Regions from separate parts of the Mus musculus genome. Here all the other regions are linked to region 4. Evidence: chromatin contacts called from public Hi-C, HiChIP or PLAC-seq and promoter capture Hi-C data. All regions are on one chromosome and are shown on one strand. Each heading gives the region's core, a stretch centred on a gene start, on an enhancer-like site or on the middle of the called end of the contact. The rest is flanking DNA. Distances are from core to core; before and after follow the strand shown.

What was found. Promoter capture Hi-C pulls out the DNA fragments that hold promoters and counts their contacts. Hi-C and Micro-C count contacts between places; a contact is called where the count stands out from the background. HiChIP or PLAC-seq counts read pairs in DNA pulled down with a chosen protein or histone mark.
Region 1: an H3K27ac HiChIP or PLAC-seq map of microglia shows a contact between it and region 4, with 6 times the contacts expected there. The contact joins the enhancer-like site here to the promoter of Kdm6a in region 4. A contact is called at or near these places in 2 of 39 promoter capture datasets (the C10 cell line and liver) and 7 of 115 datasets of contacts at active chromatin or transcription factors (bone marrow-derived dendritic cells, embryonic stem cells, epiblast stem cells and 2 more).
Region 2: a promoter capture Hi-C map of hippocampal neurons shows a contact between it and region 4, with 9 times the contacts expected there. The contact joins the promoter of Efhc2 here to the promoter of Kdm6a in region 4. A contact is called at or near these places in 6 of 39 promoter capture datasets (the 3T3-L1 cell line, cranial neural crest, frontonasal cranial neural crest and 3 more) and 1 of 115 datasets of contacts at active chromatin or transcription factors (stem cell-derived neural progenitor cells).
Region 3: a Hi-C map of uterus shows a contact between it and region 4, with 2.4 times the contacts expected there. The contact joins the enhancer-like site here to the promoter of Kdm6a in region 4. A contact is called at or near these places in 4 of 39 promoter capture datasets (the 3T3-L1 cell line, embryonic stem cells and hippocampal neurons) and 2 of 484 Hi-C or Micro-C datasets (both in uterus).
Region 5: a promoter capture Hi-C map of the HPC-7 cell line shows a contact between it and region 4, with 2.4 times the contacts expected there. The contact joins the enhancer-like site here to the promoter of Kdm6a in region 4. A contact is called at or near these places in 15 of 39 promoter capture datasets (the 3T3-L1 cell line, 3T3-L1-derived adipocytes, the C10 cell line and 9 more) and 8 of 115 datasets of contacts at active chromatin or transcription factors (bone marrow-derived dendritic cells, differentiating embryonic stem cells, embryonic forebrain and 4 more).

What each region holds. Positions count from the first base shown.
Region 1 is chrX:17,609,979-17,614,638 of GRCm38.p6, forward strand. No RefSeq gene overlaps it. Among named protein-coding and RNA genes, the nearest start is that of Fundc1, 40 kb to the left of the region's middle. Within about 2 kb of position 3,048, at least 1 of the 459 cell types and tissues checked has an H3K27ac peak or open chromatin away from gene starts, as enhancers often do. A contact at or near this core is called in microglia, where this site is marked.
Region 2 is chrX:17,318,189-17,322,558 of GRCm38.p6, forward strand. It overlaps Efhc2 (EF-hand domain (C-terminal) containing 2), which reads right to left and starts at 1,753. Exons shown (of 16, transcript NM_028916.5): 1 at 1,686-1,753; 2 at 1,054-1,180. The coding sequence starts at 1,095. All of the region lies in intron 2 of Gm35105 (a long non-coding RNA gene), which reads left to right.
Region 3 is chrX:17,478,063-17,482,697 of GRCm38.p6, forward strand. All of the region lies in intron 1 of Gm39497 (a long non-coding RNA gene), which reads right to left. Among named protein-coding and RNA genes, the nearest start is that of Gm39497, 37 kb to the right of the region's middle. Within about 2 kb of position 2,784, at least 2 of the 459 cell types and tissues checked have an H3K27ac peak or open chromatin away from gene starts, as enhancers often do. A contact at or near this core is called in uterus, where this site is marked.
Region 4 is chrX:18,160,731-18,165,487 of GRCm38.p6, forward strand. It overlaps Kdm6a (lysine (K)-specific demethylase 6A), which reads left to right and starts at 1,845. Exons shown (of 29, transcript NM_001310444.1): 1 at 1,845-2,442; 2 at 2,654-2,717. The coding sequence starts at 2,276.
Region 5 is chrX:17,587,872-17,592,419 of GRCm38.p6, forward strand. No RefSeq gene overlaps it. Among named protein-coding and RNA genes, the nearest start is that of Fundc1, 18 kb to the left of the region's middle. Within about 2 kb of position 3,185, at least 36 of the 459 cell types and tissues checked have an H3K27ac peak or open chromatin away from gene starts, as enhancers often do. A contact at or near this core is called in the HPC-7 cell line, where this site is marked.

The DNA.
Region 1 (4,660 bases), core at 1,798-4,297, 550 kb before region 4:
GTTCTGTAGCAACAAATACCTAACACACTATCTTCATCCTGTTTTCTCCTATCCCAAGTCTAAGTACCATCATGACTTTGGTGATGTGCTTACCGGTATATACCTGTCTTAGGGTTTTACTGCTGTGAACAGACACCATGACCAAGGCAGTTCTTTTGAGGATGACATTTAATTGGGGCTGGCTTAGAGATTCAGAAGTTCAGTCCATTATCATCAAGTTGGGGGCATGGCAGTGTCCAGGCAGGCATGGTGCACGAGATGCTGAGAGTTCTATATCTTTATCAGAAGGTCGGTAGAAGACTGGCTCCCATGTGGTTAAGAGAAGTGTCTTTTTGCCCACCCCCAAAGTAACACACTTTGTCCAACAAGGCCACACCTCCTAACAGTGCCACTCCCTGGGCCAAGCACATTCAAACTACCACAATCACTTTGTAAAAGTTTTTTTTTTAGATTTATACAAATGGTATTACACTGCACATAGTATACAACTGGGATTTTCCTCTCAACACTTTATTTTTGACATGCATCCATGTGCTCCACTGAACAAACACTACATTAATTTATCCATTATATTATTGGTGGACCTTTACTTGGTGTGTGTACAGTGGTGCCTTTTCTTTCAATTTCACTTTCAGGTCAGGATTAGAACCATCCTGTTCCCTGGTGCATCCATGCTGTGTGTTCTACCTGCCTATGAGGGACTTACCAGCCTCCTCAGTTGTAAGGTCAGCTGTTGTGCTATTGCAGAGCTCACCCTCAAAAAAGCCTTATTTTATATTTCATAACTGCCCCAAATTACAAGAATAGTGGTGCTGGCGGTTCCTATAAGTCCAAGCAAATCTGTAAGTTGCTTCTTTACCTGAAAACTTAAAGGCTCTTGAAAAGAAATAATAGACTATGGTTGCTGTAGCCTATGGCAATTGATTATTATTAATCACTTACCATGATTAATTACCATGCCTAATTTACAAATTTGTGGGAAAATCCATAGTTATATATAGGATTTGGTGTTTTCCATGGCTTGGGGCTTCCGCTGAGGCTCTATTCTGCACAGGTAAGGAGGAACTACATTTGTTGGTGTCAATAACCAGATAGTCATAGTGAAAATATTTATGGCAAAATATTTTTAACCAAGGCTTGAAACAGGACCTTTATTTCCATTAAGAGTTAGTGATCACATACTTACCAGCATAATACCATATATTATGGTGACTGTTTCGATAATTTCTCTAGGTTATAGTCATAGAAGTGATCTTTTTCATATTCTGTTGGCTACTTTTCCATTATTGTAAAAGTGCCATCTTATAAAACAAGCTAATACATGGGCCTCAAAGGAACATGGTAGAATAAAATATAGCAGATATAAAGTTTTTGAAATGATTTTGATCCTTATTTTATGTATATAGGTGCTTTGCCTGCATGCATGTCTGTACAGCACTTGAATGACTAGTACCTGCATAGGCCACAAGAGGGCACCAGATCCTCTGAAATTGTAGTTACAGATGGCCTTTGTGTGCTGGTATTCAAAGCCAGGTCCTCTGAAAGAGCCATATAATGCTCTTAACTGCTGAGCCATCATTTCAGCTCCTGACGTTTTTTTTTAGTTTTTGTTTTTTACTATATGCTGTGAAATTGTTCTAGAAAGTGCTTGTGCTGTTTTATATTCACATTGTCAGTGTGGAAGTTTATTTCACCAATGCCTAATATTTAATTTTTTTTCACTAGGGGTTTGGAATGGTAGCAGTATTTAGGGTTTTTTTTTTTTTTTGTTGTTGTTAGTAACAGCCTTATGGGGACATATTTGACACATATTAGATTGCCCACTCTTAATGTGTATAAATTAGGTAAATTTTAGCATATGCATGCACAAGTACTGTAGCAAATAAAAATGAATAAACAGTAAACTGAGCTAGCAAGATAGTCCAGCAGGCTTTTGTGGCCAAGTGTGACAAACTGAGTTCAGTGCCAAGAACTTACATGAAGAGAAGAGCCAACTTCTACAAGTTGCTCTCTAACCTCTAGTTTCACACTGTGACACATGCCACATACATACATACATACATACATAGAATGCATGTAAGCAGAATGTATGTAAATATGAATTCACACACATGCATACATAGACAGTAAATTCTGTGAATTATAAACTATAAATTTCTCACAGTCTGAAAGATGGGATGTCCAAGATAAAGGCACTGGAAGAGTCCATGTCTGGTGAAGGTACATTCCTTGTAGAGTCTTCTTATTTTGGTTGTAGGAGGCTCAAGGGATTCAGTCATTTGGGGTGTATATAAGACAATGGTGTCCTTTTAGGGAAAGTTACCATGTTCATTTGAAGATCACATATGGATTAAGGAAATGTATATTGGCACCATGCTGACAAGAAGCAGACTTGTGATAGTCAGGTTCTGATTTGAAGCATTTATTTACTCATTTAATTGCAATGATACAGATTAAGTTCAGAACCTGACACATGCTAAGCAGGCATTCTGCTACAGAGGTATTTGCCCAAGAGTGAATAGTTTTAAGTTGGCTGGGTTAAGGTATAATGGGAGCTGGCAAAATTACATTTTGGTGTGTCTGTGAGGATATTCACAGAAGGAACTGTGACATGGGTCAGTTAGTTGAATATGGAAGAGCCATTTGCTTCAGTACAGTTGAGTATCAACCAACCACTGAAGTGAAAACTTGAGGGTTCTTTGGAAAGTAAGTTGTGTTATATGGTGTTTTGCTGGGGCAAACACAAGTGAAAGGATGTTCTGCTGAAGCAAGTATGTGAAAGGACACATGATGAAGGATTCATCACTAACAACACACATGTATCGGTCCACCTTACATTGAATAGTTGAGCTCCATTTGTCAGTACTCCATAAGAAAAATGAACGAAACAACTTTGAGTGGTGTGCTGCAGTTACTTGCTGCTTCCTCGGACTTGGGCTGATTGACAGAGTGACGTCAGCTGAGTCAGATGCACGTGCTGAGGCAAGGCACAGGCTTCTGCAGACCCATGGAGGACATGTGATGTTTGGAGGGAGTATAAAAGGACTTGACAGATGGTGACAGAGGCTGACTAGACTTGCTGATAGAGCTAGCTTTGGTCTCAAGCCTTCACTGATTTTCACTTCCTTGAGAGGCACACAGCCAAGAATCTCTCCTGGTGTTTCTCCAGGTCCCTTCTGCTGATTTGAGCTGAGGCTGTGACCTGGCTGTCTCTGCTAGGTAGTGCCACTGCTGTTAATTCATGTTTTCTATCCCAACTCTACTGAGCTAGACTGCTGGTGTATCCATAAAATGTTTATGAATAGATTGAGCTGCCACTGTGGACCTGTGTTGCAATAAATCTCCAACCCAAATATGCCCCAGCAATGAAAACACAATTCAATTAATATGACTACAAGCTGTGCACCTAGATTGGGCAGATCTACCACTATACTACCATCTTCCCCATCTATGAAACCCCTTATAACTTGCGGTTTCTCCAGGCGATGTGCTTCTGCTCTGCTTTCCTTCCACCTCCTCCTCTGTCCTCCTCTCCCCCTCCCCCTCCTTCTTCTCTCTCACAACTTTCAGCTCTGCCTTCCCTTCCTCTGCCCAATCACTGGCTCTACCCTTTATTTTATAAATTAAGGTGGGAAGAAAGTTTACAGGAAATCACCTGAGTGCTGGCTCATTCCTTGTTTGAAACCAGTCACAGGAGAATGGAATTAGCATCAAATTACAAATAGCCTCAGAGATATTCTCCAGGTCTCTTCTGCTGAGTTGAGGCCGTGGCCTGGCTGTCTCCACTAGGTAGTTGCCACTGCTGTTAATTCATGTTTGCTATCTTTTTATTTATTTATTTATTTATTTTTATTTTTGATGTTTTGTTCAGGAAGTTGTCTCCTGTATCAATGTGTTCAAAGCCATTCCCCACTTTCTCTACTACATTTAGTGTCTTTGGGTTTATGTTGAGGTCTTTGGTCCACATGGACTTTAGTTTTGTGCAGGGTCATAGATATGGATCTATTTGCATTCTTCTACATGCAGACATCCAATTAGAACTTGTTGAAGATGTTGTCTCTTTCCCATTATATCGTTTTGGCTTCTATGTAAAAAATCAAGTGTCCATTGGTGTGTGGGTTTATTTCTGTGTCTTTGATTCTTTTCCATTGATCAGCCTGCCTGTCTTTGTACCAATACCATGCAGTTTTATCACTATTGCTTTGTAGTAACAGCTTGAAGTCAGGGATGGTGATTCCTCCAGAAGTTCTTTTATTGTTCAGGATTGGTTTAGCTACCCTGAGTGTTTTGTTTTGTTTTGTTTTTCATTTTTTTAATTAGGTATTTTCCTCGTTTACATTTTCAATGCTATCCCAAAGTTCCCCCATACCCACCCCCCCAATCCCCTACCCACCCACTCTCCCTTTTTGGCCCTGGAGTTCCACTGTACTGGGGCATATAAAGTTTGCAAGTCCAATGGGCCTCTCTTTGCAGTGATGGCCGACTAGGCCATCTTTTGATACATATGCAGCTAAAGACAAGAGCTCCCGGGTACTGGTTAGTTCATATTGTTGTTCCACCTATAGGGTTGCAGTTCCCTTTAGCTTCTTGGGTAATTTCTTTAGCTCCTCCATTAGGGGCCGTGTGACCCATCCAATAGCTGTCTGTGATCATCCACTTC
Region 2 (4,370 bases), core at 503-3,002, 840 kb before region 4:
CCCTCCTTCTTGGAGCCTTTCTTATTCTGCTGACTTAATTTTCCCAAAGAGCATCGCTTCGCTTCAGAGGCCAGCCTCTAACTTAGTCAAGAAACAAAATGCACAAGCAATTGTTCAAAGTTGAACGGACTAGCTAATGTGAGGGGTTAAAACTCAACCTTAAACAGAACATCTACAACAATACTGGCTCTTTAGGGGCAGCAACTCAGATACAGACACTTCAAAATCTGTCAATTCAGTATACTAAGTGTTTTGCAAACTTTGAGCTGAGGTTTACAAACATCTTGAGTGGCTCCATGTGAATCTTTCTCATCAGTGTATATTACCTTCTCCTAAAGACATTAGCAAACCCAAGCAAAAGGCAGTAACCCCTATCAAACAAAAGCCTGACTGGTTTTCCTCCTGTTAGGTATGTGGCTACGTAATACTGAGTTCTTTGATGTTCTAGGGGATTGTAATGTTTTGATTTTGTGCTTTCATCTTGTCCTCCAGGTTTAAGGGCCTGTCTTCCTAGTGTGGCACTAAACTTTATAGGCTAATAGAAGGCTTCCCTATCTGCCATGCTTCCTTCTGTGTTTCTTCTATTTAGTACCAACATTTGTTTTTGCACACAGTGTACTAAAGATAATAATTAGACTCGTGGGTTATAAAGACCAGCTGCCTGAAAGAAAACTACTATCACCACGAAGACCTCAGTTTCCTCAGCTGTAAATGGGAACAAAAAGATCTAATTCAAACAGCTGTTGAGAATATCCAAGGCAATTAAAGCATAGCACCCCACACACATTAAAACACTCAGTGATTCTTTTTATCATCACTGTCACCAACTACTTTGGATGCCCCTGCTACCTGTACTTCGATGTCATGTAGGAAAAGCATTCAGATGCACTTTGAGAAAAAAGGAAGAGGGAACAAGAAGTTTGAGGTGTACTCAGCACACAGGAGTAAAAGGCAGGAGCTAGCTCACAGGTAGGATCTAGTAAGATGAACACTCCCAGATCCTGTTCTAAACCCCAGGATCTGGCCAGGATCTCAGGCTTCCTGCCTACTTACATTGCGGTTAAAGCTGTTGCCAGGCAGAAACGGTAGAGCCATGGCTGTCAACGTCCGATGAGGATGCAGGGTCCAACCAAAGAGAGATGAATGCCCTCAACCGCTGCTTGTTTGACCCCTGCGTTACCTGGAGACCGGAGATAGCGTCATGGAGGGAGGAGGGGCTAAGATAGGCGGGGTAGGGTAGGGGTCTTAGGGCGGAACCATGGTCTGGGAGGGGGTGAGGCGAGACAGAGTGGAGGTGGGGACGACGGGGCGGGGTCGAGTCCGCAGGGCCCCTCCCTCCCCCTCCGCCACCCTGCTAATCTTCTTTCCCTGACCGCCCACCTGCGGAAGCTGCCTGTTTCTGACCCCACTGGTCTTCTGCGCTCACAGTGAGTGCTCGGTTTTCATTTATGCTATTTTCTGCTTTCACTCTTTTTTTTTTTTTTTTCTAGAGCTCATATCCTCCTGTGACCTTCAGCTCACGAAATCTTGACATAGCATTGTTTTGCTATTTTGTTATCAAATGTAGTTAAAATGCCCAGAAACGTACAGAAATCTGACCCTTATGAGCTTACAGAGCTGTGTTGCATTTACACCAGCCTCTATTTTTTAATTAAAGCGTTTGAGATGAATCTAAAACCACTCACCCCCTACTGGGAAACTCATTCCAAAGGTAAGCATGGCCTTCAGTTCTTCCTCTGATCCTTTCTTGTATGACCTAAGTGTGGAAAATCTAAAGTCCAATCAGCAGTGGCCAGGAGCAGGGTCAAGCAGCATAAAACACGATGTCTCGTGCCTAAAATCCTGGCACCCAGGAGGCCTGCGTTCCAAGCCAAACTAGGCGTTACTGTGAAATATGTCAAAAAACAAAACCAAAAATATCAAGACTGCTCCACCAGGCACCCAGATGCCTAGAATGAAAACCTACAGTTAACTGCCCCACAGCCCTGCTGGCTGGGCACCTTAGTGTATTTATCACTCCCTCTGCTATTTCTGTTGAGACCCCTACGTCTAATTACAGCTTGCTTTACTCTATTCCTTGGAAGTGGAGGTAAGGGCAACTGATCATGCTTATAGAGCCTCCCTTTGTCAAATTCAAACTGCAATTGTTACTCTCTGCTTTAAGAAAGGCTGCCTTCCCTTCCCCTGCAGGCCATCAAACTCCTTAGCCAGGCCTAGAGCCACTTTTCATCTGTAGTGTACTGCTTTGACCCTCCTCTCCTCTTTTCCAGCTTCAAGAAACCCCTAGCTGTTTCCACCAGGATCTTCTAGGAATTTGCAAATCACTCTGTGTTCTAGAAACACACCTGTCTTCCCATGCTTCATCAAGGCTTCATCTTTCTTGTTCCAGGATTTGGTTTAGTGTGAAAAGGAGGTACAGAAAGTTTTGCCATTGCTGGGAAATGAATGTTCCCTCAGCTTTGCCTGTACCCCTCCTCCATCTTCATTAAACATAATACACACTACTTGTGCCTTCCTCCTCCTACATGGTAATCATATATTTACTTGGATTTCTGTTAAATGCCTGAAAATTCTTTAAAGACAGAGACTGTTCTTCAACAATCTTCAACTTTATTTTCTGTGTTTATAGAGTGTATATTTTGATTTGCCTCCCACAGACTCCTTCTGTTACAGGCATGCCCTCAAATCAGAATAACTCAAGCCCCTCCTGCCTCCTCTTTTAACCTATGGTTTTTATTTTTGAGATCTTTACATGATGACACATGTGAATAACAGTTCATCCATCTAATGTGCATGCTGTGATTAGAACACAAATCTGCTGTCATCTATTGTTGACAATTACTGTTTTCATTTATTTCACTAATTATTAACACTAATACAGTGAGTGACATAAACCTCTTCTTTTGTTTGCTTTGGGGCTGTTTTGAGACAGTCTCACCACACAGCTCAAGTTGAGCTCAAACTAGGAAACTGTTACTCCTCCTGCCCCTACCTCCACAGTGTTGGGATTATAGATGTATGTCACCAAGCCCAGGTTCTCCTAAATGAGTTTGAAAATCCTTTTCTTTGTTACTTTCTAAAGTGAACTAATTTAAACATATTAGGCGTGATGGTTTGAATATGCTTAGCCCAGGGAATGGTACTATTAGGAGGTGTGGCCTTATTGGAATGGGTTTGGCCTTGTTGGAGTAGGTATATCACCATGGGGCTGGGCTTTGAGAGACTTTCATCCTAGCTGCCTGGAAATCAATCTTCTGCTAGAGGCCTTCAGATGAAGATGTCAAACTCTCAGTTCCTTCTCCTGCACTATGACTGCCTGGATGCTGCCATGCATCTGCCTTGATGATAATGGACTGAATGTCTGAACTTGTAAACCAGCCCAAATTAAATGTTGTCCTTTGTAAGACTTGCCTTTGTCATGGTGTCTCTTCGCAGTGATGGAAACCCTAACTAAGACCCTATGAGAGTTATAGCAACAGAACGGTGATATTTGGGAGGCTGAGGCAAGGGGATCACTAGTTCTAGTGAGTTTAAGGCCAGCCTAGGCTATATAGAGAGACCTTATCTCAAAACAAAAATAATGTTAACAAAAACAAACAAACAAAACAGGCTATGGATGTGGTTCAGTGTAGGATATGGTTCAGTGTAGAATGTTTGCCTAGAAATCACAAGACCACCATTAGAACATAGTACAACTAATTCCCATTTACACTTCATCAAGATTCAACTCTTTTGTCTCTTAGTATATTGGTTTTATTATTTTCTCTATATTTGAACTTTCTTACAGTAAACCTGAAGACACCATTATCTCACCTAAAATGTAAATCATGTCAGCTCTCCAAACAATGTCCTTTTGTCCAGAGTCCATTCTAACATTGTGTTTGTCTCTTAGTTCTCATGGATTGTTAGTCTCCTTTAATCTGGAATAGCTTTTGTAGTTTTTTGCTTTTTGTTTTTTCCTGACCTTGAGATCTTTCAAGACAATAAATCAGATACTGGAGGAAAAAGTCTTCCAGTTTATGATAACTACCATTTCCTTTGAGATATGCCATAAAAGGAAGGCTATATTTCCTTAGTTCAGCAAAGAAGCAAACACATGTCATTGTAATCTTACCATAACTGATGATGTTCACTTAAGATAGGATGCACTACACCAAGTTTTTGTCAATAGAAAGAAAAACAGATATTGATGTACACAGAAAGAAATATGTCACAAGTCAGGAGTTTCCACTGATATGTCTACTTTGAATCAGTACAGTAGAATGCTTGCTCTTGTTTCCCCCTTAGCACATGTATGTGTGTGGTTATATGTATACATGTTCACATATATGTATGGATACATGTGCACATGTATGCAAAAATGAGAGGAT
Region 3 (4,635 bases), core at 1,534-4,033, 680 kb before region 4:
GTTTTTTTTTATTATTTGTCAGAGTAATCCAAGCAGGGCAGGAATTCAAACAGGGTCAGACCTGGAGGCCTTTTGTCCCTTCAAGTTTTAGTTTCAGAAGGAATATACAAGTTGGCTGGTGGTGGTATACCCCTGTAATCCTTGCACATGTGAAGCTAGAAAGAAGGATCACAAGTCCCTGGCCAGCCTGTGCTATAGGCAGAGATGCTGTCCCAAACAAACATTATGCACAGCTCAATCCTAGACATAAGGGCATTAATTAATGAGAAATGCTGTAGTTTCTTCATGGTTGCACAATGGTTATGACTATCAAACGCATTTCTGGAGAACACCTGTCAGCCCTTTCCTTCTTAGACATTGTAATTAATCTTGAAATCAACTTTATCATTTTCAAAAATAAGTCACTGAAGCATGCAATTAACACACATTACAATCCTGAGACAGCTATAGTTGCTGGTCCAAAGCAGGTATACAAAGAAGCTAGCTTTGCCTTTAACCTACACTACAGCTTCTTCCAAGTACTTAAGGAAAGCTTGTACCTGAGGCTGAAATGCAGAGTCTAAGACATTGACAGTCAGCTTTTGCTATACACAGATGATGGGCTCAAGAACCTCCCAAGAATACTAAAATCTGAGGAGGCTCAAGTCCATTATATAAAGTAATATAATGTTTGTATCCTCCTATGGATTTTGCACCATCTCTAGAGGATTTACCATTATGAATTAACATATCTGATACAAGGAGCTGAAGAGATGACTCAGCAGTTAAGAACACTCTTTGTTCTTTTAGAGGATTGGAGTTCAGTTCCCAGGATCCTTCTTCTGGTGTCTTCTGTCCTATACACACACCCGCACACACATATTTCATATAAACTCATAGTTTTATTTTAAACTCATGTTTTATTTTAAAAAGAGAATCTATTTTAAAAAGAGAATCTAGGGGCCAAAGACTCCACAAGAAATCCCACAGAATCAACCAACCTGGGATCACAGGAGTTCACAGAGACTAAATCGATAACCAGGGAGTCTACATGGGACTGACCTATGTTACAGTTTTATAGCTTGGTTTTCTTATGGAACTCCTAACTTTGGGAGCAGGAGCTGTCTCTCAGTCTTTTACCTGCTTTAGGGACCCTTTCCTCTTACTGGGCTGTTTCTTCTAGACTCAATAGGAGTTGTGCCTAGTCTTACTACAACTTTGTTTATTGATATGTCATGGTTGATTGATATCCACGGGAGGCCTACCCTTTTCTGAAGGGAAATGGAGGAAAAGTGGATGGGGGTGCATCAGAGAGGAGGTAGAAGGAAGACATGGGAGATGAGGAGGGAGGGGAACTATAATCAGGAAGTAGAAAGAAAGAAAGAAGGAAAGAAAGAAAGAGAGAGAGAGAGAGAGAGAGAGAGAGAGAGGAAGGAAGAAAGAAAGAAAGAAAGAAAGAAAGAAAGAAAGAAAGAAAGAAAGAGAGAGAGAGAAAGAAAGAAAATATATGTTACATCCAAAATAATAAAAGTATGCATCCTTTCTCTGGAAAACAAAGGAGAATCTGATACAATGGAAATGGTTGCTGATGTGTTTATAAAAAGATAAAGAGAAGGAAAATATGTTCTATGGATGTGTGGTGAGGTATGGGGGAAGGGGGTGCCTCAGTGGGCCCATGTCAAGACATCCCTTCCCCCTGAGGGACCAGCCACACTATGGTATGGTATAGAATAGGGTTTATTCAGGGCATGAAGAGGGGAGGTTAAAAGGTAGTAGAGGGAGAGACGGAAATAGAGAGACAGAGAGAGAGAGAGAGAGGGGAGAGGAGAGGAGAGGAGAGGAGAGGAGAGGAGAGGAGAGGAGAGGAGAGGAGAGGAGAGGAAGAGTAAAGGCCAGCCAATGATGAACACATGAAGAGAGAGAGAGAGAGAGAAGGGAATGGGGGGAATGGGGAGGGGGGAAGGGAAGAGCAAGAGCAAGAGCAAGAACAAGAGCAAGAGAAAGCAAGAGAGCAAGAGGGCAAGGAAAGGGCAAGCATCTCCTTTTATACTGGGTCAGGCCTACTTGGCTGTTGCCAGGTAACTGTGGGGCAGAGCATAACTGGCTGTTGCTAGATAACTGTGGATGTTAGAATGCTAACATTTGCTACAGGGAATAGTAACAAGAAAACAAAACAACAAAAATCCCTACGTGTTCACAACATTTACTATAGAGTAAATGACAATAACAGTATTGCTTTTGTCTGACTCTTTTGGATCCATGGTTAATCAAATCTGTGGTTAAAGAACCTGTAGAAACAGAGGGCCAACTGCAAGGCAATCATTTTGTCTTTCCAGCCACATAGAGCCAGTTGGTTTTGGTTCAGTCCTGTTTTGAATTCCATTTGTAAGTGGGTGGCAGCAGGAATTATGGTTATTACTGGGGTCATTTCAAGAAGTATACTGAATGTGCCAGCACTGCAAAAGTAGGTTTGCAACAACAGAAGGAAACCTGAGAGGAGGAGCAGCTCTCCCTTTCCCCACTTTTTCTCATTGACCTGTTCCGGTCTTCCTATACTAACAAAGACCCATGTCCAACAAGCGGCCCATGCCCAGTTCATCTAAGGGCTTGCCTAGGCAGCTAGACATGTTGAAGCTGGATGCTCTCTTCTAGCAAATGTTTCAGAAAACCAAGAATCTGCATGGAGAATAAATACCAACTCCTAACATGGGAAGACAGTTTCCCATTTTCTGTGAGCACAACATGAAAGGAAATAGAACATCTGGGGCAAAAGGGAGTAGGAGATTCTTAAGCAAGCTCTTTGCAGATCCTCCGTGATTGAAGATCCCAGACTGTGAACACATGGCCTCTGGTTATTTGAGTGTAGTCCAGCTTTCTAATCCCACATGGGTTTTATATTGTTTAAACTACCCAAAAGAGTCCCACACATAATACAAAACACACACATTAAAAACAAAGCCAAGGTTTGTATTTTTCCAAACCCCTCTGTTATACTTAACATCATTTAGGGAGTAGGTTCAAATTATCTCTTGCATTATAGTCTGTACTGCTGGCCTGTGCACAAATGTTGCTGTTGTATAATGAGTATGATCATGGAGCTCATTTATATGCTGATTTGTTTGGGTGGTACAAGTGGAATCTTTTGAGAAGAGAAAATTGCAGCATTTGTTTAAGGAAACTTTATATTGAGTGCTTTCACTGTTTGGAGAAAATAAGGAAATGAGGTCTGGTTTGAGCCTTTCATGTTAGACAATAGTTTAAGAACATGTCTCTGCATTTTGCAAAATAATCTACACACAAAGTATTTATCCTACCCCTCCCCCCAAGAAAAAGGAACCTCTTGTCCCCTAAACTTTACAGAACTTTCAAACACAGATTGAAAGTAAAGTATGCACCTAGGAATATTTTTTTTTCTTCTTCTTCCCTTCACCCCTCTCCTTACCCCCTCCCTCCTTTCCTTCTCCCTACCTCTCTATAAAGAACCTAAGGTCAGTACTGCCAGGGCAAATGGTCTAGAAAATAATTATTTGTAATGTCTGAGAATAGAATTAAAAGGAGTCTTACAAATAGGTTTCAATTATTTATGTGACAAATCATTGTGTAGAAAACTGAAAATGAAATTTTTTGTAGTCTCAGAAATTTGAATGTATATTCACTACCTGTAACATGAACACCTATCATTTATATATTTATAGAAGGATTATTGCTGAAGCCTCAAAGTAAGTAAGTGCTTTATCTATCTCCTGACAGCTGCCTGCAATGGATAATTTAGTTTTTTCCAATGGAGTCTCACTGGCTTGGTAAGCTACACTTAAGGCTGCTTGTCCAGAAGTAGATAGTTAATATAAAAATAGTCAATATAAAACATATTTTGGTAGATTTTTCCGACTCATATTGTTTTGTTTGAGAATATGTTTTATCTTACTAGTCTTTTGTTTGTATATTTTCTGACTTTGTGATTTTATGTTTGTGTGTGTTTCTTGCATTTTCTCTTTTTCTGTTTTGGTCTGCCTTGTTTTGTTTATTTGCCTGTTTGTTTTCTAAAGAGAGAGAAAGAAGGGGTTGGGAGGATATAGAAGGAGTTGAGGGAGGGAAAGCTGTGATCGCAGTATATTATATGAAAAAATTATTTCCAATTAAAAGAAACAAAGTAGGTATTTATCTTAATTTGGACTTCTATTGCTGTGCTGAAACACCATGACCAAAGCAACTTAAGGAGGAAAGGGTTTATTCAGGTTACACGTCCAGATCATTGGAGGAAATCAGGACAGGAACTCAAACAGGGCAAGACCTGGAGGCAAGAGCTGATGCAGAGGGGCACTGCTTGCTGACTTGCTTCCATAGCTTGCTTAATCTGCTTTTTTATAGAACCATGGAGCACCAACCCAGGTATGGCACCACCCACAATGGATTGGCCTACCCCCATTAATCACTAATTCAGAAAATGCCCTACCCCATCCCTGCATTTCTTGTAGACTGGATAAATTTTGGGTTGAAAGTTTTGTGGGTGGGTTGGTGTCCCTATTGCTCCACTGTCGTTTCTGCCTGGATACAGGAGATGGTCTCTTCAGGTTCCATGTCACCAATGCTATGAGTCAGAGCTAAGGTCACCCCCATTGATTCTTGGGAAGGTCACACTCATTGATTCTTGGGTGT
Region 4 (4,757 bases), core at 595-3,094:
GGTTTAGAGGTCACAGAGCTTGCACAAGGATCAGAACCCAGCTGTGCTAGCTAGACTCCAACCCCTCCCTATCACTTTATTTCTAAAACTCTAACCTTATTATTAAAGGGCAGGAAGGCACTCAGACATGGGTTGCTTATATCATTCTTGGAAAGGGACTAAATCAGGAACCAGTAACTTTGGGGACGTGGCCAAATACTGACAGGTTTGATTTCTGTTTGTGCAAGTGTCCATGTGGTAGTGGGGCCAAAAATCTCCCAGGTTTTGAAGGTCACCATTTGTGACATTTAACAATTCGTATGTTAATTTAGCTATAGAAAATATTCAGTCTCTGGTACTCACTCAGTCAAGTAAAATAGAACACCATAGAACATGTTTTGTAAAAGTGTAATTAAACACGAAATATAATCCATACAAAACTAGTTTATTCATCTAGTTACTAGTCTCCAGGCAACAATTTAAAGCTCTGTCTGTCTGCAAAATTAGTTGGGACTTTTATAGTCTCTCATTGAAGAACACAGCTAGGATTTACTGACTCAGCACTTATATATTCTGAAATCTAAATTTAAATATACCCTATTGATTACAGGTGTAAACTTATATAAAACATATAAAGCTTGGTTTATAAACGGATCTTTTCTTCATATAGTCCATTTACTAATATTTTCTATCCCAAAGACTGGAGGTGTGATGAGATACATCACATTATATCTGCCTTTTCAAAATAGTCGATGGAAAGTTTGGTCTATCTCCTGATTATACTATGGGTCAAACACCAGACTTATTTGTACCTGAGGGACAGAACAAGCAAATGTTACTGCTAAGGGTTTCCTATGTAGTGGAAGCAGAAAAAGGCTGGCAGGAAGCTGTGTTGAGGATTCTATTTCTCTAAGGCCAGTTCACATACAGCTCCTACTCTTCCATGGAGTACCCACTGAGATGACAGCAACAGAACCCAACATTCTGAAATCCCCCTCGACAAATTTCACTGTTTCTGTTTTTTTCTTTATAGTATAACGAATTACTGCTAGGGCGTAGGGTATATGCAAGCAGCAGGAATATCTGGCCCGAAAGTGCTGCCAACAGACAGACCTTTGGCGGTGGGGTGCGGGAGCCAGCGCGCCAGACCCCCTGCAGGCGACTGACTCTTCATTCCTCCCTGCCTGGGGTGAGTGGGCGGGGGTCGGGAGACGTTTTCCCCTTCCCCTTTTGAAAGGGTATGGGGCTTCGCGTGGCCTTGTCTAGGGCGGCGCCCAGGCTGCAGGGTATGAAGCCGGCTGCTGCTCCTCTGGCGCACTCCTCGTGGAGGCTATTATTTCTAGCAGTGCGCCTTCTTCCGAGGGCAGAGGTCTGGGGCCGAGTGTTCCCTCCCCGCGACTCAGCTGGTGTCCAGCCCTGTCGGGATCGATATTCCCGGAGTGCGCGAGCGCTAGCAGGACCACCGAAATCACAGTCTTGGCCCACCCTAGGGCTTCCGGGCAGCCAGAGGCTGTCCTAGGCTTTCTCGTTGGCGCTCGCTACAGGCGGTGCCGGACCTCGCCCAGACTGAGCACTCCCCTCCCCCCCCCGATCCCACCACGGCTCCCGAAGGGACACAGCCTGGACCCCTCCATTCTCTGCCTGTGTATTTAAGTAGCACAACCTAACCGGCTGCTCCCACTGGGTGACAACCCTACTCCGGACAGACGTGCCTATCAGCCAACCACCGACCAGAACTGGCGAGCATCCCGCTCTCGGATCTGTGGCGGCCTCGGTGGGCGGGGCTAAAGCAGCTAGCAAGTTAAGTGGAGCCACGACTGACGCGAGTCAACAAAGGTCACGTGAGGCGAGGGGCTGCTCTGGTTGGCTGCGCCGAGCGGGCTGTGAGGGGGGGGTCACGGCAGCGGCGTGGGGTTCGCTGTGTGACACAATTACAACAACTTTGTGCTGGTGCCGGGGAAGTTTGTGTCTCCTACGAATCCCCCCCAGAGCTCCCGCTCCTCGCGCGCTCCGGCCATTCCCGCCGACCCTGCCTGTGGCTGCCCCCTTCCCATCCCCGCGATGTGACCCTACAGCCGAGCCGTCGCCGCTCCGGACCCAGTGGTTCCACAGCCTCTGCTGCCTCTGCCTTCACCTCTACCGCGTTAGGATTTTTCGCTGCCGCCTCTCGCGGCAGAGGAGGAGGCAGAAATAAAGTTGGTGTGCCGGTCTTGTGCGGAGATTGGAGGCGTCCTTGCGGGCTCCGGCCCGGAGAGGGGGGGTGTCGGCGTTGGAGTTGTGAATTCGCTGCGTTTCCATGAAATCCTGCGGAGTGTCGCTCGCTACCGCCGCCGCCGCCGCCGCCGCCGCCGCTTTCGGTGATGAGGAAAAGAAAATGGCGGCGGGAAAAGCGAGCGGCGAGAGCGAGGAGGCGTCCCCCAGCCTGACAGCGGAGGAGAGGGAGGCGCTCGGCGGACTGGACAGGTACGGGGAGCGGGCACTCGCCCGGGCGGCTCGGGACAGGCTGGCGCCACTCTCCGAGGAGGCCGGAGCGCGGCTAGCCTGTGGCGGCCGTGGGGCGGGCACCTCGGCTTGGCGCTCTCGGCTCCGCTGACGCCCGGGCCTCGGGCTTTGGCACGGACGGGTCGGCGCCGATGCCGGGGCACTAACGAGCGGCGTGTGTCTTTCTCCGCAGCCGCCTTTTCGGGTTCGTGAGGTTTCATGAAGATGGCGCCAGGATGAAGGCCCTGCTGGGCAAGGTAAGGCAAACCGCGGGCCGGAGCGCGGACGCGGTCTCTCGAGCCAGAGGCGCGCTCGCCTGGGGCACCGGGGCCGGGTCACCACTCATTGTGGCCTCGAAAGACGGCCGAGGGGCTTCCGGAAAACTATTTCCTGCTACTGCGCTCCCCTCCACCCCCTGATACCTCGCTTGCTCTCTTGAGAGATCACTTCTCTTGGAGCCAGAGGACAGAGGCAGTGGCGCTTTTGGGGCCAAGCTCATGTGGGGCTTCCAAATTGACTACGATTTTACCGCCCTTGGAGGCTAGGCGGATGATCTCTGAGGTGCCTAGGGAGGGTCATGAGTTCGTAAACAGCTGTAGATTTCCTTAAATCCCCCGCTCGTTATCTTCCCTGGTTATTAAGGCTCTTTAGGCAGTCTGTTCCTGATGCCTGCTTTAGTCAAACATTTCGGGATGGCTTCTTGTCTCTGCTCCCTGAAGGGGGAAGTTGCACGTAGTTTAGGTCCGTAAAGAGTTTGCATGGGGTTATTGACTTGTATCATCATCGGTGTGTGCTTTACCTGAAGTTAGGTGATTTGTTTACTTTTTGGATCTTTCTGCCAAAGATCTACCACAGTTGTATGAGTGCGTTTTCTGGAGCTTGGTTTCCTGTGAGTCTGTCAGGAGCAGTTGGGGAGGATTCTGGGTGTAGTCTCTTGTTTATTTGTGTGCAAAGTTGTTGGTACTGTCATTTAGTTAAGTAATGGCTGCTTCTGTCCGCCCAAGATGGCGGGACAGGGTGGGAGGAGAAAGTGAGCCGGGGGAGGTTTGGGGGAGGGAGGAGAGGTAAACAGGGAAATAAATAGTATCAGAGAAGAATAGGCCTCTCCTTTGGAGTATGTAGCTCAGTAGTTAATAAAAATGATCACAGATTATTTGCATGTAGAATTTTTGTCCCCTTCTCTAGCTTTGAAATAGCGTGCATACGCCTGGTAAATGCTTATCAACCTGTAGCACATTTAGTTACCCATGGTAAGCTATTGAACAAAGGCTGGAGTCTCAGTCTGTCTACTTCAGTTTATATTTCCTGACCAAAGTGTGATTGGAATGGTAGGAGGAGGTTTTTTTGTTAGCTGGGACTCTCAAACTTGGAGTGTCTATGGTAGATGTTGCATTCATTAGACCTTTTCTTCTTTGCCGGAAATCTTTAGGTTTGATTTGATACTTTGTTAGCTCTATTGTTGCAATTGGGAAGTTTAAGAAAGGCGACTAAAGCTTAACGGCTTTAAAAAAAGTTGATTATTTTGCTCCTTACTTTTTGAATGTATTTTGGTTTGGCTGCCTTAATTGTTTTTATCTGTGATCATAATTACGTTTTTATTTTAAAGTATCAAAATATAAGAACTTGTGATTGCAGACAATGACTATAAGGCAAAACAGTCATAATCTTTTTCGGTAGGTCCATTTTCTTTGAATGGTAAGGAAATTTGAATTGAACTTTGACAGTGACGGTATTAATTTTCTTTCATTAAAATTAGCGCTGGAAAAATGTTCAGTAACTAGCTCTGGAATTATATAAATATAAATAGTTGTTAGCCCCCTCTTTTCAAGATTTTCCTCAACCTATTTGAAGTATTTTATGTACAAAGATTAGATTAATGTAAAGTTGTCATTCCAAAGATGTGTGTGTGTGTGTGTGTGTGTGTACACACACCTGTATATAGTGTTTAAATTTAAGGGCCATTTTATTTTGGAGTAAACATTGCTAGTTTAAATTGAGTTAATAGAGTTGCTTTCAGCGATAATTCATTTGGAAATTTAGGCTAAATTTATTCCTTTTGGTTACAGTGATGAAGAAATAAGTGGAATGTGTTTTAAGTGCATGTGTAAAGTGCTAGTTCTTACTTTCATATCTTAGAATGCTTGTTATCAGAATCACACATGGTTGTCCTTAACGTGGGATATTATATCATAAATAGTAAAACCTACAGTTAATATGAACTGAGTTCACATTTTAAAAATTGAGCATTTTCAAAATTTTCTAAATGTGTGTTATTTTATTTTTCTGGTATTTGAATA
Region 5 (4,548 bases), core at 1,935-4,434, 570 kb before region 4:
CTTATGGACAGGTACTGAGAAGAAGGCATTTGCCAGATCAATAGCCGCATACCAGGTGCCAGGAGATGTGTTAATTTGCTCAAGTAACGAAACTACATCTGGTACAGCAGCTGCAATTGGAGTTACTACCTGATTTAGTTTTCGATAATCAACTGTCATTCTCCATGATCCAACTGTTTTCTGCACTGGCGAGATAGGAGAGTTAAACGGAGATGTGGTGGGAACCACCACCCCTGCATCTTTCAAGTCCTTGATAGTGGCAGATTTCTGCAATTCCCCCAGGAATACGATACTGTTTTTGATTCACTATTTTCTTTGGCAGAGGCAACTCTAAAGGCTTCCATTTGGCCTTTCCAACCATAATAGCCCTCACTTTACAGTTCAGGGAACCAATATGAGAATTCTGCCAATTTCTGACTATATCTATCCCAATTATACATTCTGGAACTGGGGAAATCACCACAGGATGTGTCCGGGGTCCTACTGGACCTACTGTGAGTCGGACATCAGTCAAAACTCCATTAATCACCTGCCCTCCATAAGCCCCTACTTTAACTGGAGGGCCACAATGTTTCTTGGGATCCCCTGGGATCAGTGTCAACTCAGAACCAGTATCCAGCAGACCCCAAAAAGTCTGATTATTTCCTTTTCCCCAGTGTACAGCTACCCTTGTAAAAGGCCATAGGTCCCTCTGGGGAAGAACTGGAGAAAGGGTAACAGCAAAACCTTTGGGTGTCTTATCAGGATCCTTCCTCAGCGGAACCTGGCCACCCCTTCATTCAAGGGGTTCCGGATCTGCAAACTGGCTCAAGTCTGGAAATTGATTCACTGGCCGAGATTGCTGTTTACCACGATCTAATGTAGCCCAGATTAAAGGTGTGTTCCACCACACATTTAATCCCAGATGAAAGGCATAGGCCAGATTAAAGGTGTGTTCCTTAAACTCGGAGATTCAATCTTCTGGAATCCATAGCCACTATGGCTCAAGATCTTCAAACCAAGATCCAGATAAGGATCTCCAAGCCTCCAGATAAGGGTCACTGGTGAGCCTTCCAATTCTGGATTGTAGTTCATTCCAAATATTGTCAAGTTGACAACCAGGAATAACCACTACAGTGATCAAGGGATACAAGTTGGAAAGGAAGAAATCAATGTATTTCTATGTGCAGATGATATGATAGTGTACATATGTGACCCTAAAAGTTTCTCTGAAGAGCTTCTACAGTTTATAAACACTTGCATCAAAGTAGCTGGATAAAAAATTAAATCACAACACCTTTCACAATAGCTTCAAATAATACAAAGCATACTGGGTATCTGTAACTAAGGAAGTGAAACACTTGTATGCTAAAAAAAAATTTCTGGATATTGTAAATCACTGTGTAATAAACACTAATATGCAATTATCCTGAACTGTTCAAGTCCTTGTCCAATGTGCCACTTCCATAATTTAGCCAGAACAAATATATATATTAGGGTTATACATAATTATGTATATCCCTTGTATTCTTGATCCCCCCCCAAGACTTTCATCATGAAGGAGTGTCGGATTTTGTCAAAGGTCTTTTCTGAATATAATGAGAAGATTATGTGGGCTTATCTTGTTTATATAATAGGCTACATTTATTGATTTTTATATATCGAACCTTTCCCCTGTCTCTGAAATGAAACCTACTTGATGAACACACACACACACACACACACACACACACACACACACATATTTGCAGAAACATTGGAAGAATACACAATACATGAACAAAGATGGCTGGGGTAGGAAAGGAACAGGGAAGACGGAGATGGGGAATTAAGATAGCTCCTTTGCGCTAGGAAGATGACTCACTCAAATCCAACGGCCTGAATTTGGTGGAGAAAAGAAATGGCTGCCAAAAGTCCTCCTCTGTGGCATATGTGCCCTCCACCCCCACAATAATAACTATAAATAGAACAAAATGTAAATGCTTCTCCTTAAGTATAGTTTTTCATATGGTTTCAGTATTCGATACTGTTAAATGTATTGCATAAGTCAAAATTTAAATAATCTTACATTCTTGAGTTACCATCAAAGAAGCTACTAATAATATTAAGAACTATGTGCAGGGAAGGGTAGAGAAACAAAGAAGACATGAGCCAAGTTATTTACTGTGAAGCTAATGAACTATATCTACAACTTCAAAATGTGGAAATAATACTTTCAGAACCAGATGTAGTTCCACACACCTATAATCCTAGTATTCAGGAGGCTGTGGCAGAAAAACTCAAGTTCCAGACAGACTAATTTGGTCTATATAGCAAGATCCTCTCTCAAGATACTAGAAGGAAAAGGGGTTGCTTAATTAATTCTTTAGGTAATATTTTCTTTGTCCTATAAGTGAGAATGTCAAGTTGCACTGGTAATTTGTATCCCTAATGTTTCTATGACATTCCTCGTTCATCAAAATATTGCCTCGCTTTGCTAAAAATGTCATCTTGTTTTTCCAGACATAGAAGAGGCATAGTGCTTTTAAAAAGTCAATGTCCCAATGACATAATTAAAAAACTTAAGCAGAATTTTTTTAGTTCTATCAAAAATCAGTAGTATTGATGTAAAAATGAAGCTTATACTGCCTCATACCTTCAAAAAAGTACAGTTCTAATTGCCTATGGTCTCAGAGAGAGACAGGGTAGGAGGGAGGGAGGGGTGGTGGGAGGGAGGAAGGGAGGGAGGGAGGGAGGGAGGGAAAGAGAGAGGCCATAGTCCCCTATTATGACCTCCAAATCTTGTAGTGTGAGTAGAACAATTCATTTTTCAAAGAAAGACACAGGAGGAAGATGAGGTTAGTAACAATGTTATCCAATTATTTCACAAAAGCAAAAAGAAAGCAGTACCCATCTCATATCAGTAAACACACTCTTATTAAAAGAGTACACAGAGAGCAAATTGTTCACATGAGTCAGATGGCAGAGTACAGGAAATAACCCCCATCAGATGCAAGCCCTTGAAGTCACACACAAAATTTGCTGCAGCACCTGGCTTATCAGAGGCTATTCAAAGCTTGTTGGCTGGTACATGGAAAAAAATCCTTCTGTGGCTTTCTTTTTTTCTGGCTATTTTTAAAAAATAACTCAGCACACTTCCTTAGGGCGACTGAAAAGCAAGCACATGGCCAGTGCAGCCAGCCCTGAGCATGTCAGGAGACTGGAAGCCTGCCAATAGCCTATTCCCTGTTGTAAGCCTTCCTGCTCATAAGCACATTTCAAAATAACATTTCTCACTCCAAAACATCTAGTGCAGCCTGACAGTTCATGGATGGGTAGAAATGGGCCTGTTCTTTGAGGGTGCTTTAGCAGCTCATCTTTTGAAAATGTTCTGAATCCTATATTCAACAGCAACAAAAAACAAAAACAAAAACAGAACAAAACAAAAAACACCCAGAACATTAAGCCCATTAAAAAAGAACAAGACAGTACAAATAAATAAGAACAATCTTAATGGCTTTTTACTATCCCCCTCAACTTACCTTGTGACATTCCACTGGGTCTTCAAGTTAATCATCCTGCTGTTTTGACTGTGCCTCTTACCTGTGCTTTCCTACTTTGGGTAAATGTTTGATTGTGACTTGGGGCTTCTATGAGGAAAAATACATACAATAACGGATGCTGATGATTTTCAATTCAATTACCAGCCACAAAGTTTCAGTTACAATTTTTGAATCAACTCTTAGAATTGCTAAACAGGACCTCAACAGGAAGCCAAGGTAAAGCTCCAGAGGTAGCTCCCCAAAGGCTTCAGCATGGCTACCAGGCTGGGAACTACAGAAGAGGATGCCCTACCCATAGCTATTCACTTCCATTGGGTTAGAACCCTTCACCGAACTGTTCTATCTTTTAAGTCCTTGTCAGTTCCACTTGGAAAGGTAAAAATGATGCAGGAAGTTTACCTACTGATTGGTATAACCTTGGGGTGTCTCTTTCACTTTTAAAAGGTATCCAGACATTGCACAGATGGAAGGTGCAGTAATGAGTGGGTCAGGGGAGACAGCTATGTAGGCTTTATTCTCTCATTTGGAAAGGTATTTTTCAAGAAAATACCCACCCCTCAGTTCTACAAGGTGCAATTAATGGAGTCCATTTATATCTTCTTATACTGAGAGAATTTTAAAAAATCATCAAAAGAATATTAGGATTTAATTTTCTTTTACTGAAACATAGGAGTATAGTTAACTTATTTTTAAAATCAGATATTCTACTTTGGTAGAAACAGAAGGAACAGGAATAAAACAAATACTAGTTCTTTTGTACAGAAAATACTTCAAATATTGATATTCAAGGTGTCTGTGATGTTTAATTTCAGTTGTCAATTTGATGAGCTCCAGAATCACCTTGGTGATGAGTTTCTGGCTGCACCTCTGGGAATTCATCTCGATTAGGTTAGTTGAAGTGTGAGCAACTGATAATTGTGAGTAGTACCCTTCCCTGGGCTGGATCCTGGACTGAATGAAAAGAAAAGGGACAAAGTACAAGCATTCGTTGATGTCTGTTTCTTTACAGCAACTGCAATGTGATTAG